Linked DNA regions of Mus musculus: all the other regions are linked to region 1. The links are chromatin contacts, called in public HiChIP or PLAC-seq maps. All regions are on one chromosome and are shown on one strand. Each heading gives the region's core, a stretch centred on a gene start, on an enhancer-like site or on the middle of the called end of the contact. The rest is flanking DNA. Distances are from core to core; before and after follow the strand shown. Region 1 overlaps Bckdha (branched chain ketoacid dehydrogenase E1, alpha polypeptide). Region 2 has its middle 6.1 kb from the start of Sertad3. Region 3 holds the start of Blvrb (biliverdin reductase B (flavin reductase (NADPH))). Region 4 holds the start of Ltbp4 (latent transforming growth factor beta binding protein 4).

What was found. HiChIP or PLAC-seq counts read pairs in DNA pulled down with a chosen protein or histone mark.
Region 2: an H3K27ac HiChIP or PLAC-seq map of large pre-B cells shows a contact between it and region 1, with 3 times the contacts expected there. The contact joins two enhancer-like sites. A contact is called at or near these places in 2 of 39 promoter capture datasets (embryonic stem cells and frontonasal cranial neural crest), 1 of 484 Hi-C or Micro-C datasets (B cells) and 4 of 115 datasets of contacts at active chromatin or transcription factors (astrocytes, bone marrow-derived macrophages, embryonic stem cells and 1 more).
Region 3: an H3K4me3 HiChIP or PLAC-seq map of bone marrow-derived macrophages shows a contact between it and region 1, with 3 times the contacts expected there. The contact joins the promoter of Blvrb here to the enhancer-like site in region 1. A contact is called at or near these places in 1 of 39 promoter capture datasets (embryonic stem cells), 4 of 115 datasets of contacts at active chromatin or transcription factors (astrocytes, bone marrow-derived macrophages, embryonic stem cells and 1 more) and 1 of 9 other capture datasets (macrophages).
Region 4: an H3K27ac HiChIP or PLAC-seq map of large pre-B cells shows a contact between it and region 1, with 2.9 times the contacts expected there. The contact joins the promoter of Ltbp4 here to the enhancer-like site in region 1. A contact is called at or near these places in 3 of 39 promoter capture datasets (cranial neural crest, embryonic stem cells and second pharyngeal arch cranial neural crest), 4 of 115 datasets of contacts at active chromatin or transcription factors (embryonic stem cells and large pre-B cells) and 2 of 9 other capture datasets (adipose tissue and macrophages).

The regions. Positions count from the first base shown.
Region 1 is chr7:25,646,278-25,649,673 of GRCm38.p6, reverse strand. All of the region lies in intron 1 of Bckdha (branched chain ketoacid dehydrogenase E1, alpha polypeptide), which reads left to right. Among named protein-coding and RNA genes, the nearest start is that of Bckdha, 11 kb to the left of the region's middle. Within about 2 kb of position 1,758, at least 55 of the 459 cell types and tissues checked have an H3K27ac peak or open chromatin away from gene starts, as enhancers often do. A contact at or near this core is called in bone marrow-derived macrophages, where this site is marked.
Region 2 is chr7:27,466,036-27,469,431 of GRCm38.p6, reverse strand. It overlaps the pseudogene Pgam1-ps2. Among named protein-coding and RNA genes, the nearest start is that of Sertad3, 6.1 kb to the left of the region's middle. Within about 2 kb of position 1,596, at least 15 of the 459 cell types and tissues checked have an H3K27ac peak or open chromatin away from gene starts, as enhancers often do.
Region 3 is chr7:27,446,413-27,449,808 of GRCm38.p6, reverse strand. Blvrb (biliverdin reductase B (flavin reductase (NADPH))) reads right to left here and starts at 1,831. Exons shown (of 5, transcript NM_144923.3): 1 at 1,613-1,831. The coding sequence starts at 1,691. It overlaps Sptbn4 (spectrin beta, non-erythrocytic 4), which reads left to right and starts at 3,220. Exons shown (of 36, transcript NM_032610.2): 1 at 3,220-3,346.
Region 4 is chr7:27,331,918-27,335,313 of GRCm38.p6, reverse strand. Ltbp4 (latent transforming growth factor beta binding protein 4) reads left to right here and starts at 1,666. Exons shown (of 30, transcript NM_001113549.1): 1 at 1,666-1,959. The coding sequence starts at 1,710. All of the region lies in intron 1 of Gm30543 (a long non-coding RNA gene), which reads right to left.

The sequences.
Region 1 (3,396 bases), core at 509-3,008:
CAGTCCTTGCTTGGCCTCTGATCCTCCTCTCTGCGTCCCGAGAGCTGATATTAAAGGTGTGCACCACAACACTCATGAATTTTGTTTTGGAATACAGTATTGTTGACCTAAGAAGAAACGTCTTTTTTGAGGAGGAGATGGCACGTGCATGCCACTGTGAATGTTCACAGGTCAGAGGTCAGCTTTGGGGTCCCAGAGGTCAAATGATCAAACTTCAGGCCATCAGAATTGGTGGCCTTTGCCAGATGAAACTTCTCTCTGGCTTTTGTTTTCTTTTTCTTTTAAGGCAGGGTCTCTAGTAGCCTAGGTTAGCCTTGAACTGAGACTGGCTTTGAACTTGTCATCTTCCTGTCTTCACTTCCCTTGTGTACCAGCATGCCTTGGTTTTGTTTCAGGTTGCCTTCAGTGCTGGGGAGAGAGCCATGGACCTCGCGGGTGCTAGGCAGGTGCGCTCCGCCCCTCACTAACTCAGTGTAAGGGTCTTACCTGGGAGGCGTTTTGATTCTAGGAGAGAGAAGACTGTCTCATGGAGCAGAAGTGTTCCAGTCACCCGAGCAGCTTTGTTTGACAGACAGTGCAAGGAACAAAGGGTCTATTCACACTAGTTTTTCTTGTAGGAGATGGAGGGGTGAAATCAGTGGAGGAGCTGGCTGGTGGGCACCACCAGGCCCCACGCCTGCAGCTTGTTTTGGCTGGCTGACCTGCTGGTTCCTCAGTTTGGGATTGTACACTTTAGATTTCCTTGGGCAAAACCAGAAATACTTCCCTTACATAGTGCTGGCAAGGGTTAAAGAGAGATTATTTTGTTTGTTTGTTTTTGTTTTTAGAGACAGGGTTTCTCTATAGCCCTGGCTGTCCTGGAACTCACTCTGTAGACCAGGCTGGCCTCAAACTCAGAAATCTCCCTGCCTCTCTGCCTCCCAAGTACTGGGATCAAAGGTGTGCGCCACCACTGCCCGGCTTTTGTTTGGGTTTTGAGACAAGATCTCATCCTGGGCAACCCTGAAAACTCTGATCCTCGTACCTTCCCCTCCAAGTGCTGGGTTTCCTTCCGAGTGTGGGCCATCACGTCCACCTAGAGTGCATATGGCGTTGTTTCCCTGGAGTCGTGCTATGTAGTCCAGGCTGGCCTGGAACTGGATGCAGTTCTGCCCCTGCTTCCTGAGTGTGGGCTAAAGTGTGTGTGTGTGTGTGTATGTGTGTGTGTGTGTGTGTGTGTGTGTGTGTGAGAGAGAGAGAGAGAGACAGAGAGAGAGAGACAGAGAGAGAGGTGTGTGTGTGTGTGTGAGAGAGAGAGAGAGAGAGAGAGACAGAGAGAGAGACAGAGAGAGAGAGAGAGAGAGAGAGAGAGAGAGAGAGAGAGCACGAGCGCTTAACTGCAGATGTGTGCTTGCTATGGCCAAAGATATCAGATCCCCCTGGAGCTAGAGTTCCAAGCTAGAGCTGAGCTTGCAGGGAACTGAACTCGGGTCCTCTGTTAGAGCTCGCAAGAGCTCTCACGTCTGGGCTCTCTCTCTAGCCCCAAGAGAGCGGTTCTTAGGGGCACTCAGTCTGTGTTCCGAGCATTGACTAAGTCAGGATTTTAGAGATGGCAGTTACAGCTTTTCTCCAGAGACACTGGCTGGTTTCATGTTGACTGATTCAGGGAAAGAGTGAAATGCTCTCTTGGGTTTCACACCTGCAGCACCCAGAGCTGTGGCGTTAAAAACCACTGGGTCTCTGAGGCCCAGGGAGCCCGATTGCTTTCCTAGCTGAGCGGCAACCTCTAGGGGGCTGTAGCTCCCTGCTGCCTGTGCAGGCCTAGTGCCTCAGGGCTCAAGGCTCAGTAGGTGTGGATGTTTTTGGCTCTCCTCCACAGAGAGACACAGAGAAGATGTAGAGTTGGCTGGCCCACCCCATGATAGATGAGTTCTGAACCCTACCTTCTTTGTTCAGGCAGCCCCTGCACATGCCAGCCTCATCACCTGTGAGCTGTGTGGCTTTGGGCAAGTTGCTTAGCCCTTCTGAGCCTCAAATACCAGCTGTGTTTGATGGAGGTACTGTGGGGGGCAGGGCTCAGTGAACACAGAGATACAGCTTCGTGTGGCACCTGTGTTCTTAGTTGTTTTTGTTTTTGTCTCTTAAGGTTCATTTTATTTGCATGTGTGTATGTGCACGTTTTTGTGGGTGTCTGTGAAGACTAGAGAGAGTGTGGGATCCCCTGAAGTTGGAGCTACAGACAATTGTGAGTCAGCTGATATGGGTGCCAGGAATCAACATCTGAGCCATTGCTCCAGCCCCGTGGTTGGCTCTTACGGACCTGCCTCAGTCATCTTGGTTGCCAGTGTTCCCCAGTGCCAGGCCTAGAGCCTGTTTCTGTTTGTTTGGTTTGTTTTGGTTTTTGTTTTGTTCTATTTTGAGAGGGTCATGTCTTATAGCCCAGGCTAGCCTTGCACTTGCGATCCTCCTGCCTCAGCTTCCTGATGCTGGCCTAACATGCCTGTGTAACTCCACTGAGCTCTGGAGTCTTTGTTCTTCCTTACACCCAAAGTACTTTGTCACCCTTGCCTCTCTTGGCCTGTCTAGCAATTTCTCTCAACTCCCCTCTTTGAGGGAACTTTTCTATCACTCCGCGTGGAGTGGCTGGTGACACTTGCTACAAGGCATCAGTGGTGTATTATCCCTCAGCCCACAGGCAGCTGTCTTGTCTTTATGGGGCGTGGGTTCAGGGCAGGAGGTTCCTGTCCAGTGTCCTGTGGTTGGACAGAGGCAGACCTGGGATTCGAACCAGGCAGGTTAGGTGTAGCTGTGAGGACACCCTGTTTTTCTCGGCATCTATTACACGTGCTCCCGGGCAAGCTCTCATCCAAGCCCACGGTAAAACTGCTTTTTATCTGCCTGATTGACGGGAACAGTCATCCAGCATACCTGTTAGTGGTGCAGGCTTGCCATACGTCCCTTCCGTGTCAGCCCCTGGGCTGAATCACGTGTACATGTCAGCTCATGCCATGCTCATGGTAGCCCATGAGAATGTACACCAGAAGAAGAAACTGAGGCTCAGGGAGTCATCGTCCTACAGCTTTTGCCTGTGCTGTTAATTAAGGCCCCCATGGGAAAGGCTGTGCGGATACCTCTGCAGGCTGCCCAGGCTGCTCAGCTCCTGTTGGAGTTCCTCTGGCTTCAGGGCTTTGTCCCAGGCTGAACAGTTTTGCCACCCTATGTCACTGGCCGCCAGGCAACTCCCTGCCTCCAAGAAGAGGCAGAAGAGAACTATGATGATCATTGGATGTGGTCATATACCTTCTCTGTAGGATTGGGTGGGGGAGGGTTTCTCTGTCACCCTGGCTGACCTGGAACTCACTTTGCATACCAGGCTGGCCTCAAACCCACAGAGATCCGCCTGCCTCTGCCTCCCAA
Region 2 (3,396 bases), core at 347-2,846, 1.8 Mb before region 1:
TGCTGTGGTGTGACCAATGAAAAGCTGCAGTCCAGTTTTGTCCCTGGAACCTGTCCTGCACTCTTCCTGCAGTTAGGTAACTGGGGGCATAGTCATTCCAGTGGAGAGTGGAAGTAACCTCATGGTGATTTTTAACCCTAATTTCTCTCTGACCCTAAAGGAGCTGCTGGCCCTAGAAGGTTGGGATCAATCTTGTCAAGTCTATGTTACACTTACTTTTACAAAAAAAAGTATATATACATATTATCAGCACACAAAAGCAACTCTGAGGTTGCTAGTGACATTTGAAACAGTCCTGTGTGGTCACCAGAAAATAAGCCATTCCTCATATCAGTGGGATAAACTCCTTGTACCTCTTGCTGTGTTTGGATCCCTTGGCCTTGTTTTGTAGAGGTGAAGTACCCCTGGATCATGTCCGAGTTTTTGTCTTTCACTGTCTGAATCATGTTCCAGCTGCTTGACCCTACCGTGTGGGTTCAGAGCTCGTTTGGGCGTAACAACTAAGTCTCTTTCCAGATCAGTATAATAAAGGAGTGATGTGCAATAAAAAAAAAAAAAAAAAAAATAAGTAAATCTGAAAGAAAGAAAGAAAGAAAGAAAGAAAGGAAGGAAGGAAGGAAGGAAGGAAGGAAGAAAGAAGGAAAGAACCTACAAGCTGTCCTCTGACTGGTATGTGTATATGCACTTGAGTACAGGTACACGGCAACAAAACAAAACCCCAAAATCTCCCACCTGACCTGGATGTGGTAGTTACATAAGATCCTGTCTCAAAGGATAGGGTGGTAGAGTGTGGGTGTGTGCCTATCTCATACAAAACCCTGGATTCAATCCCTGGTATTAGGGGGAAAAAAACCACTCCTTCTAACCAGTGAGGTGGGGCCCAGGCACACACTGCCAATCCCACCTCCACCTCCTTTTCCCAGGTACGTACCCCATCTCTGTACCCAGCGGGAAGTCCTGTGGCCACACAATGAATATCAGGAAGATGGCAGACAGGTTCAAACCCAGAACAGCCACAAACCTCCTGGACAAAGCTGCTTCTCTCCTCTGTGAAAATTTGGCCTTCCTGAGGGGCTGCAGTGTGCGTGCCTCTATGGGGCTTTTGTTGTTTATTTGAGGGAAGGTTATGTGTGGTGGTGGTGGGTTTTTTTTTGGGGGGGGGTAGTTGAAGGGACAGACAAACAAGATTTTTCTGTGTAGCCTTAGCTGTCCTAGAACTCACTCTGCAGACCAGGCTCGCCTCAAACTCAGAAATCGGCCTGCCTCTGCCTCCCAAGTGCTGGGATCAAAGGTGTGCACCAGCACCTCCCAGCAAAAAAATTAAATATATATATATGTGTGTGTGTGTGTGTGTGTGTCTCAGTGTTTTGCCCATGTTTATGTCTGCACTACTTGGCCGGCTGGTGCACAAAGAAGACTTTGGATCCCCTGGGACTGAAGTCGTGAGCCCCCATGTGGAGCCTTTGGAAGCACAGCAGTGTTCTCAAAGGCTGAGGCACATCTGCAGCTCTCCTTTCCTGTTTTCTTTGAGGCTGCATCTCAGTGCACTCAAGGCTGGCCTTGACCTCACTCTGCAGCTCAGATTCCTTCTAACGTCCATCTGCCGGGATCTGGGATTACAGGGCCTGTGCCACCTGGACTGCCAGTGTAGGGCACTTCCTCCCCTTTCTTCTCCATCCTAAACTGGCAATCCTCCAGTGCCCCCCCCCCTCAGTAAAGCCCAACCATCACTTTAGTTATGGCCTGAGCTTCCTCCTGCCCCACAGACTATTCACCCAGGACCTAGCTGGAGGGAGGGTCCTCTCTCCTTTTCTGTCCACCCCATATCCCTGCTCTCTTAGGCTTCACGTCCAGAAGCTTTAGAAAGTAAAACCTAAGCCAGACACGCTATGTACCTGTAATTCTAGTGATTGGGCACTGTGCTAGCCAGGAAAATCAGGTCATCCTTGGCTACATAGAGTTGGAAGCCAGCCTGGGCTGTGTGAGACCTTGTTTCAAAAAACAAAAAACAAACAAAAAAACAAAAACAAAAACACAAAAAAACAAAAAAACAAAAACACCCCTAGAACCCAACAAAACAAAACAAAACAAAACAAAAAACAAAACAATTCTTTATGAGGCTAAAGAGATGACTTAGAAGTTTAGAGCACTGACTGCTCTTCTAGAGGTCCTAGGTTCAATTGCCAGGACACATATGTTGATTCAAGGCTATCTCTAAAACCAGTTCCAGGGGATTGAACACCCTCTGACCTCATTGGATACCAGGCATGCACAGACATACATGCAGACAAAACATCCATACACAAAAAATAATAAAAACAATTCTAAAAAAATCTCCAGGAGCCCATGCCTCCACCCCTACTTCCTTTGCAATGTTTTTTTTTGTTGTTGTTGTTTTTTGTTTTTTTCTTTTTGAGTCAATAGCCTACACTGGGTTCAAAATTACGCCGATCCTCCTGTCTCAGCAGCTCGAGTGCTGGGATTGCAGTTGTAAGTCGACATGGCCTGCAAAGCCTGGCTTTCTCTGAGCTACTTCTTCTCGATCACATTACATTTATTCACTCATGGCATGCAGGTAGTGCAGCACATATGTCCAAGTCAGGAGACAATTCACAGGAGTTGGTTCGCTCCCTCTATCATGTGGGGCCTGGGGATTGAACTCAGGTCATTAGGCTTGGCGGCAAGCACCCGTAACTGCTGAGCCATCTTGTCAGTCTGGACAACTCAGGCTTCGCAGACCTCCCTAGTTCTGGCCATCTCTACTTCACTGTAGTGGCAGTATTACTATTAGTAATATTGCTGTTATTTCCCTGTTACTGAAAACATGGTCTAGGACTGTTACTCTTGCTGCCTCCGTCTTCCAAGTGCTGGGATGACATGCCTGGCATCACTAACTGCAGGGACCACGTGTAGTTTGTCAATGGAGCCATATGCTTCTCTGTCCCTTGCTCATGTTTTTTTTTTTTTTTAGCCAGAAACGCTACCCTATTCTGGAACCTTCCGTAGGCACACTCTTACTAATGCAGGCTTCAGGTTGGATATACATCTATCTTCCACCAAGCCCTTTCTGTTTAAGGTGTGCTGGGTGCCTGAACTGCCTCCGGCCCCTGAGCTTCTGAAGCTCTGGCTGATCTGGGGTGCCACAGCAGGGTCAGAGCTATCATTCCTGATGCTTCCTGAGAGCTGGGAAATCGGAGGCACAGGTTACCTTGGTCATCCACATCGGTATCCTAGCATACCACTCCCACCCCAAATCAATCAATCAATCAATCAATCAATCAATCAACCAATTTTAACAACATTTTTTAAAGGCTCCGGCACGGCTCAGCAGTAGAGCGCCTGTCTAAAATCTACCAGTAGGAGGACTGAATATACAGCTCTGTGTGGGTTTACCAA
Region 3 (3,396 bases), core at 582-3,081, 1.8 Mb before region 1:
TTGGTCCTACAAAATGACATTGAGGGACTAAAACCCAAGCCCTTCCTAGCTACTTGTTTTCCTTGACTGTGCAGTTTCTTGGGCACGCTAGGCCGCTAGGCCGTGGGGCCTACTGAGCCACGCCCCCCTCAAGCCTCTTCTCACAGGTGGATCCCAGGCAGGCGTTTCATCTCTGAGAGCTATATCCCCTAATCCCTTCCTGCCTTTTTTTTTTTTTTTTTCCTTTTTCTTTTCTTTTTTTTTTCCTCTTCCTGTTTCTGACAGGTTTTTCTGAGCCACAGGGAGAAAAAGGCCAGGCCTCCCGGAAATCCTTCGTGTAGTTCCGACTGTGACCAGCAGGGAGAGCCATCAGTAAACAGTGGTATTGGGGATTAAGGTATTTAACAGGATACTCCACAAATTCATGGTGACACAGCATTTGTCAACTTCTCTCTTCCTTTCCCTGTTCCTCCCTAGAAATGATTTATCAGCAGCTTGCTTTTGTTTTGTTGTTTTGACATAGGGTCTAAGGTTGCCCACGATGGCCTTGAACTTGCTGCGCAGCCAAGGATAGGTTTGATCTCCTGAGTCTCCTACCTCTGCCTCTCCAGGGGTGGGGGAAATTACAGGTCTACACCACCACAGCCAGCCTGTAGTTTGTTTTCTCTGGGAGGCCCAGGGCGCTCTCCTTTGCCACGAATTAAGGCCCTCATTAAGTCCCTGGGGGAAAGGATAGCCCATGGGGGGCGGGGGGATGGAACTTCTAGAAAAAGCCTCACCCAAAGCAGGAGCTGTGCTGGGAACCAGCAGGGACTGGGCTCTTTGTGGCCTCCACCCTTTTGGGGCACTCTGATAGTCAATATCTTAAGAATCGCCAAGGCTAGCAAGGGTGTGGCTCTTTATCTGGAACTTTCACGTCTGGTCCAGAGTTAACTTCTAGACTGAGGAGCCAGGGGATGATGGGGGATCCTGCGCCCTCCCCTCGGGAGGCCCCAAAGCTCAATGTCCTTCCCAGGACTTCAGTTCTTGGACTGCCCCTCTCTTATAGGGTGATCACCTCCATTCTCTTTGAAGTAAGTTGCTGCCTAACCTTTTCGATTTTCTGTTCCAGTGACCAAACTATGAGCCTGCAGACAGTTTTTTAGTGCTTAAGACCACGGACCGGAGTTCAAATCCCGACACAGCCATGTACCAGCAAGTCCTCTCCGCCTCAGTTTTCTTATGTGTCAAGTGGGGTAACACACTAGTTCCCATTCCAAATGAGGGTCACCAGAATTTTAACACGTGTAAGGAGATGGCCCGGCTGGCTGGATGCCAAGCTAGTCCTGGCTCAGAAAACCCTTTCTGGGTGTGCTAACTAGGACCACCACCACAGTTACGACATTTCATAAGAACCCCTGGTTTGCATAGAACTGTCAGAGGAGTCCTCCAGGTTCCCACAGTTAATTCCTTTACGCCTTGAACCCACATAACGCTGAATGTCAGAGTCCTCCATTTGTGCCCCCGTGACCACTTGCTGGCCCACAGGCTGGGGCACACACCGCCCCGTGTGGTCTCCGCCCGGCCCCCAGGACGACTTTTCCCAAAACTCCGCCCGGTGTTCATGACTTCCCCCACCCGCCCCGGCTCCTGCCTGCTTGCACCGCCTGCGCCAGTGTGGTGAGCCCGGTCCTGCCGGTGGCACCGAAGATCGCGATCTTCTTGACAGTCATGCTGCGGGGTCCAGGGCCGGAAAAGCTGAGAACTCCGAGGACGCGCGGGAACACAGTGGCTGCGAGGAGGCGCGCTGCGGGTCCTCCTCGACCCAGAAGGAGGGGGCGGGACCAGACAAGGTTCCAGCCTCCGCCTCACCCTCCTAATTTGGGTTCAAAGGGCGGGACCGAGGCGACCACGCCTCCCGCTGGAAAGAGCATGAGTAGGCGGAGGAGTCAAATTGCATTTCCAGAGCCCCTTCTCCGATAGGCGCTTAGACGTAGAAGCCACGCCCCTTCTAGGGAAGGGAGTGGGCGGTGCTAGAGCAGTTTGTCACTTAGCGCTCTGCCTACTAGAGACAGCCACCCTTAGTGGGCGGGGCTGAGCGGGGCGGGGCCGGCCGGGGCGTTACGCCCACCGTGCTCTCTTTGCTCACGCCCCCTTACAGACAGGCTCTGAGATGGTACTTCCCTCTACCAAAGCGTCCTCCCAACAAGCAAGAGGGGTGTGTGGGGTGATTTTGTGCCTGTGTGACCCTCAGTGACCACAAGGGACAGCATGGTTGTGGGCGACACCCGGTTTCATTCCTTGTGTTGCAATGTGAGTTGTGTATAGAGATCATTAATGTTATTTGGCGTCCATGGGGGTGATACTGTGAGGGGTACTCAGCCTGTGTGATATGGTAAGCTGTAATGGAGTGTGATACTTTCGGATTGGGAAGGTTTGGGACACCACATGGGTGCGTGATATGATCCCATTTATGTGTGACTGTGTGTGACATCAACTGAGATTCCTTTTGTGTCTTGTTGAGGCTCTGATGTATGGGTGTGTAGCAACACAGGGTGTGTCATCTTTTGTGCCTAGGCAACTGGTGTGACATTTTAAGCGTGTAAGACTATGCGATTGTGAACTTTGTGTTGTGTGAGCGTAGATACTCTGTGACACCTTGGAGGTGTGTGACATGCCTGACTGTATGTGCTATTGGTGGTGGTGGCTGTATGTGAGTGTGTCACAGTGCGTGGTCCTGCAGAGCACTATTCCATCCTGTGATACTGTTCAAGTGATTTCATGTGACCCTTATTGTGGTGGTGGCAGTATTTGAGTAACAATGTATGTACGATCCTGCAGGGCACTATTTACTGTATTGGTAACTACTGGTGATATCTGAGTGTCACTGTCAGTGGTGGCTATATCAGAGTGTGTCACAGTGAATGACCCTGCAGGACACATTCCAGAGAGGAAAACATTGCAAGTGACTGCGTGTGACAGACAGTTAGAAGGTTTGACCCTGACTGACCCCTTACGAAGGAGTGACACCATGAGAGTGTGCATGTGGAGAGAGTGTGTATGACGTTGCCAGGGGCCCGGTGTGTGAGTGGCAGTGTGGGAGTGTGTGACGCTGCCTCGAGCGCTCGCGAGCGCGGCTGTGCATCACACGCGTGGCCCGGTGTGTGACAGCGCGGGCGGCGGGGCGGCGTGCGGGAGGGGTCCCGGGGGCGTGCGGAGCGGCTGCGGCGCGTGGGGGGAGGCGCGGCGGCGGCGGCGCATGCGGATCTGGCCGAGCGGCGGGCCGGTGGGGCCGAACAGAGCCGGGCCCGGCCCGGCGACGAACGCCCGCAGGGAGGGCGGTGCTGCGCGGCGAGCATCCGGGACCGCATCGGCGGCCGGCGCCCAGGTGAGCGGCGGTGCGGACGGCGGCCCCTCCCCAGCATCTCCCCACCTGGC
Region 4 (3,396 bases), core at 417-2,916, 1.7 Mb before region 1:
CACACTGGCCTTTCACTATTAACTCATTGTCTGTGTTTCTGTTTATTCTTCCTTGCCTGGCTGAATCATTGGGTCTTTGCTTCTTGATCTGTTTCTGTCTCTACGCCCCACCCACTTTTCCCTTCCCATCCATCTCATATCGCTTCTCTTTCCATACCCTTTTTTTTTTTTTCTTCTTCCATAGTCCTTTCTCTGAAAGTATTTCTCTAAAGATATCCCAAGCCTTGCTCCCAATAAAAGGGCTGGGGGCAATGTTGGGCAAACCCACTCCTGGAAGTGCTCCTGGCTTAGGAGGGTTCCCCCCCCCCTTGAGGTGAGGAGGCCAATTTAATAGTAGTGACAGCCTCTTCCACCCTCTTCCACCTAGTTTGCAGGAGGCCCGAGCTCTGCTGAGGCAAAGGCGGCCCCGAGGGCCGTGGGCCCGGGCATTGCTGAAAAGAAGGCCCCCACATCGCGCCCCTGCCGGCCAGGCCCGGGGTAAGAACATCCGCCCTTCCTCCGTGTAGGGGGTGGAGGGGGGTGGTTCCGGGCCAGATAAAGCCGTCTGGTTCCCACGGTGCTGCCGCCGCCTACCAGTCCCCTATTGTAGCTTGGTCCACCCCACTCCCCAGGATGCGGCCACCTCTAGGGACCCCTGCGTCCGGCAGTATGAGGTGAGCCAGGGACAGAACTAGACGCAGGCCAAAGGCGCTGACCCATCAGGGTGGGGCCGGGAAGCCAGGCGTCCGGGCTCCCGTGGCTGAAGAGGGGGGCAACTCGCCCAGCAGAGAGCGAGGCTGAACCAGTCCAGACAACAAAAGCGATTGTGCGGGTTGGCGCCTGCCCCGGCACAAAATGCCCAAGATTGCGGGACGGCTGGGGGCCAAAGACCTTTCCCTCTTACATGCCAGACCGTCCCTTGACCCTACTTTTACTACAGCCCGGTACCCCAGATTAGAGCACTCTATAGACTCAACTACCCTCAGAAGCCCTCTCCTGCTGTGTGGCCTTCAGCCCAGATGCATCCCCCTCCTTCCTAAGGTTTTCCAGATGTGTGCCCCAGGCCAGATGTGAGGACCCCCGCCCACAGCTTTATTCATTCTGACCTCTCCCACCAGGTGTAGAGAGTCTTGGTGTGCTGTGGCGTCTTCAGGTGTAAGCGCCTTAGTCTCCTCTCCAGAATTCAGCTCCTCTAATTCCTTTATGTGTCCTGTACACCGACCCTTCTCGTCACCCACAGATGTACCATCTTGCTGCCCAAATGTGCCATCCTTGTCCTCTATCTAGATGAAGCCTCTTCCCCCCCACCCCCTACCCCCGTGCCTGGTCAGAGGATCAGTCTTCAGCTGGCTCCCCAAATGCGGCCCCCATTACTCTAATGGATTTCCTCTCAATGGATTCAACTCTCTCTGGGAGCAAACCCGCCCGCCCCCACCTGTTCCCTTCCCTGCTACTCCCCATAGGCCCCATCCACTTGTTGGAGCACGGGTGGGAGCAGAGGGGGCGCCCTCCCCTCCCCCCTGCGAGTCTAGCGCCCAGCCTTCGCGCCTCTGGCTAAGCGCCCAGCCCCACGCGCCCCCGCGCGGCCGCCCGGGAGGGAGCGATGGGGAGGGGGGGCTGAGCGGGGGCGCGGCCGCCCTCCCCCGCGGGCGGGCGGGCGAGCGGGCGGGCGCGGCCGGGCCCCTCGGGCGGGCTGGGGCGGCGGCGCGGTGGAGCGCGGCGCTGCAGCCATGGCGGGCGGCGCGCAGCTGCTCTGGGTGTCGCTATTGGTGCTGCTGGCGCAGCTGGGGCCGCAGCCCGTACTGGGCCGACCCCGAGAGCGTCTTCGCGTGCGCTTCACCCCCGCTGTGTGCGGCCTGCGTTGCATCCACGGGCCCACTGGCTCCCGCTGTACCCCGACCTGCGCGCCCCGCAACGCCACCAGCGTGGACAGCGGCGCGCCCGGCGGGGCGGCCCCGGGGGGACCCGGCTTCCGCGCCTGTGAGTGCGGGATGGTGCTCCCAAGGGAGGAGTGCCCGGAGGGAGGACCCTGGAGACAATGCCTTAGGGAGCAGGAGCCCAGATTCCATGTACAGAAATGCTGGGGACTCCGTGGGGTCTTTGAGGAAGGGGGCTCTGAATTCCTTATTTGGGGAGTGGATCTCCAGGGCGCTGATTTCAGGAGCATTGAGTGTTTTTGGAACTGTGGTGTCCCACGTGAACGGACTGAGACTAGCTTTCATCCCTTTCAGTCAAGGCGAGGATCTTAGGATCTGGGAACTTTTGAGATGGGGCCCAAATTCGCAGACTGTGCGTAGTGGGTCAGCAAGGAGTGTTTCAGAGTCGCATGGGGTGGTGGGGCATATCTCAAGTTTCTAGGTCTGTCTTTGAGTGGGGGAAGACTAGGAAAGTCTGGCATGGGACTGCTTGTGATGAAGAGCTAAGCGGGAGGGGACCCAGGAAAGACGGGGTGCCTTTCGGCAAGACCTGAGTTACAGCGGTTCCACGTGCGACAGATATCCAGATAGGAGGCCTGAGGAAAGGGCGCCCCCTGGGGGAGGAAGGGACCGGCTTGCGCTTCAGCTTCCTCTAGACAAGGGGAGCATTCTGGGGTTCAGGTGAGGTCAGGAGGGTGCGCCACCTGCTAGCCCAGAGTGTGGGGATGGACTTGGGGGTCGGGTTTTCATTGCTTCTCACCCCTTACGCCCTCCGGAATGGGGAGTGGGGCCCCTGGCGCCGAGAACTCGCCCAGGCTGGCCCCCAGCCAGCCCAACCCGGCCGGCGTGAGCTCATCTCCCGCCCGAGCCCCCGCCCGCTACCACTCCCTCTCTCCGCCCCTTCCTCCCTCCTTCCTTCACTCTCTCCCGGCCCAGCCCCAACTCGCCCGTGCCAGGCGCCGTGCCCAGACGGGTGCCAAACCCCTGGAGGCACAAGGAGGAACATGTGAAGGCGGGCTGACCTCGGCAAGACCCCTATGTCCTTAGCTTCCTGTTCTTCCAATGTTGTGGGACATGAAGTTAGTTTTGCCCATTTAGCAGCAAGCCCTCTGATATGGGCACCCTGAGCTGGGAGTCTGTATTCAAGGCAAGGGCAGGCAGTGAAATGACTTAAGAGACTAAGAAATGCCCCTAAACGTGGTGGCTTCCTCCCATCTGAGACACTTCCATTTTTCCAATCTTGCTTCTTTGCTGAGCCCTTCTTAAGCTCTGCCCTTAAAAAAAAAAAAAAAATTAAGGTACCTGGAGTCCAGGTTTAACGCTCCTGACAGGAAATCCGGGTTTTTGGATCCCGGATCCAAAGGTCCCTCTTCACCCAGGGGCAAACACTACAGGAACTCCTCCAGCCCAGTTTCTTCTCCCTCTTTGGAGGTACTCCTCCAAGCTGCGCCCCTCCCAGGAGAATTCTAATATTGTCACCCAGCGGCTTCTCGCTTCCCCT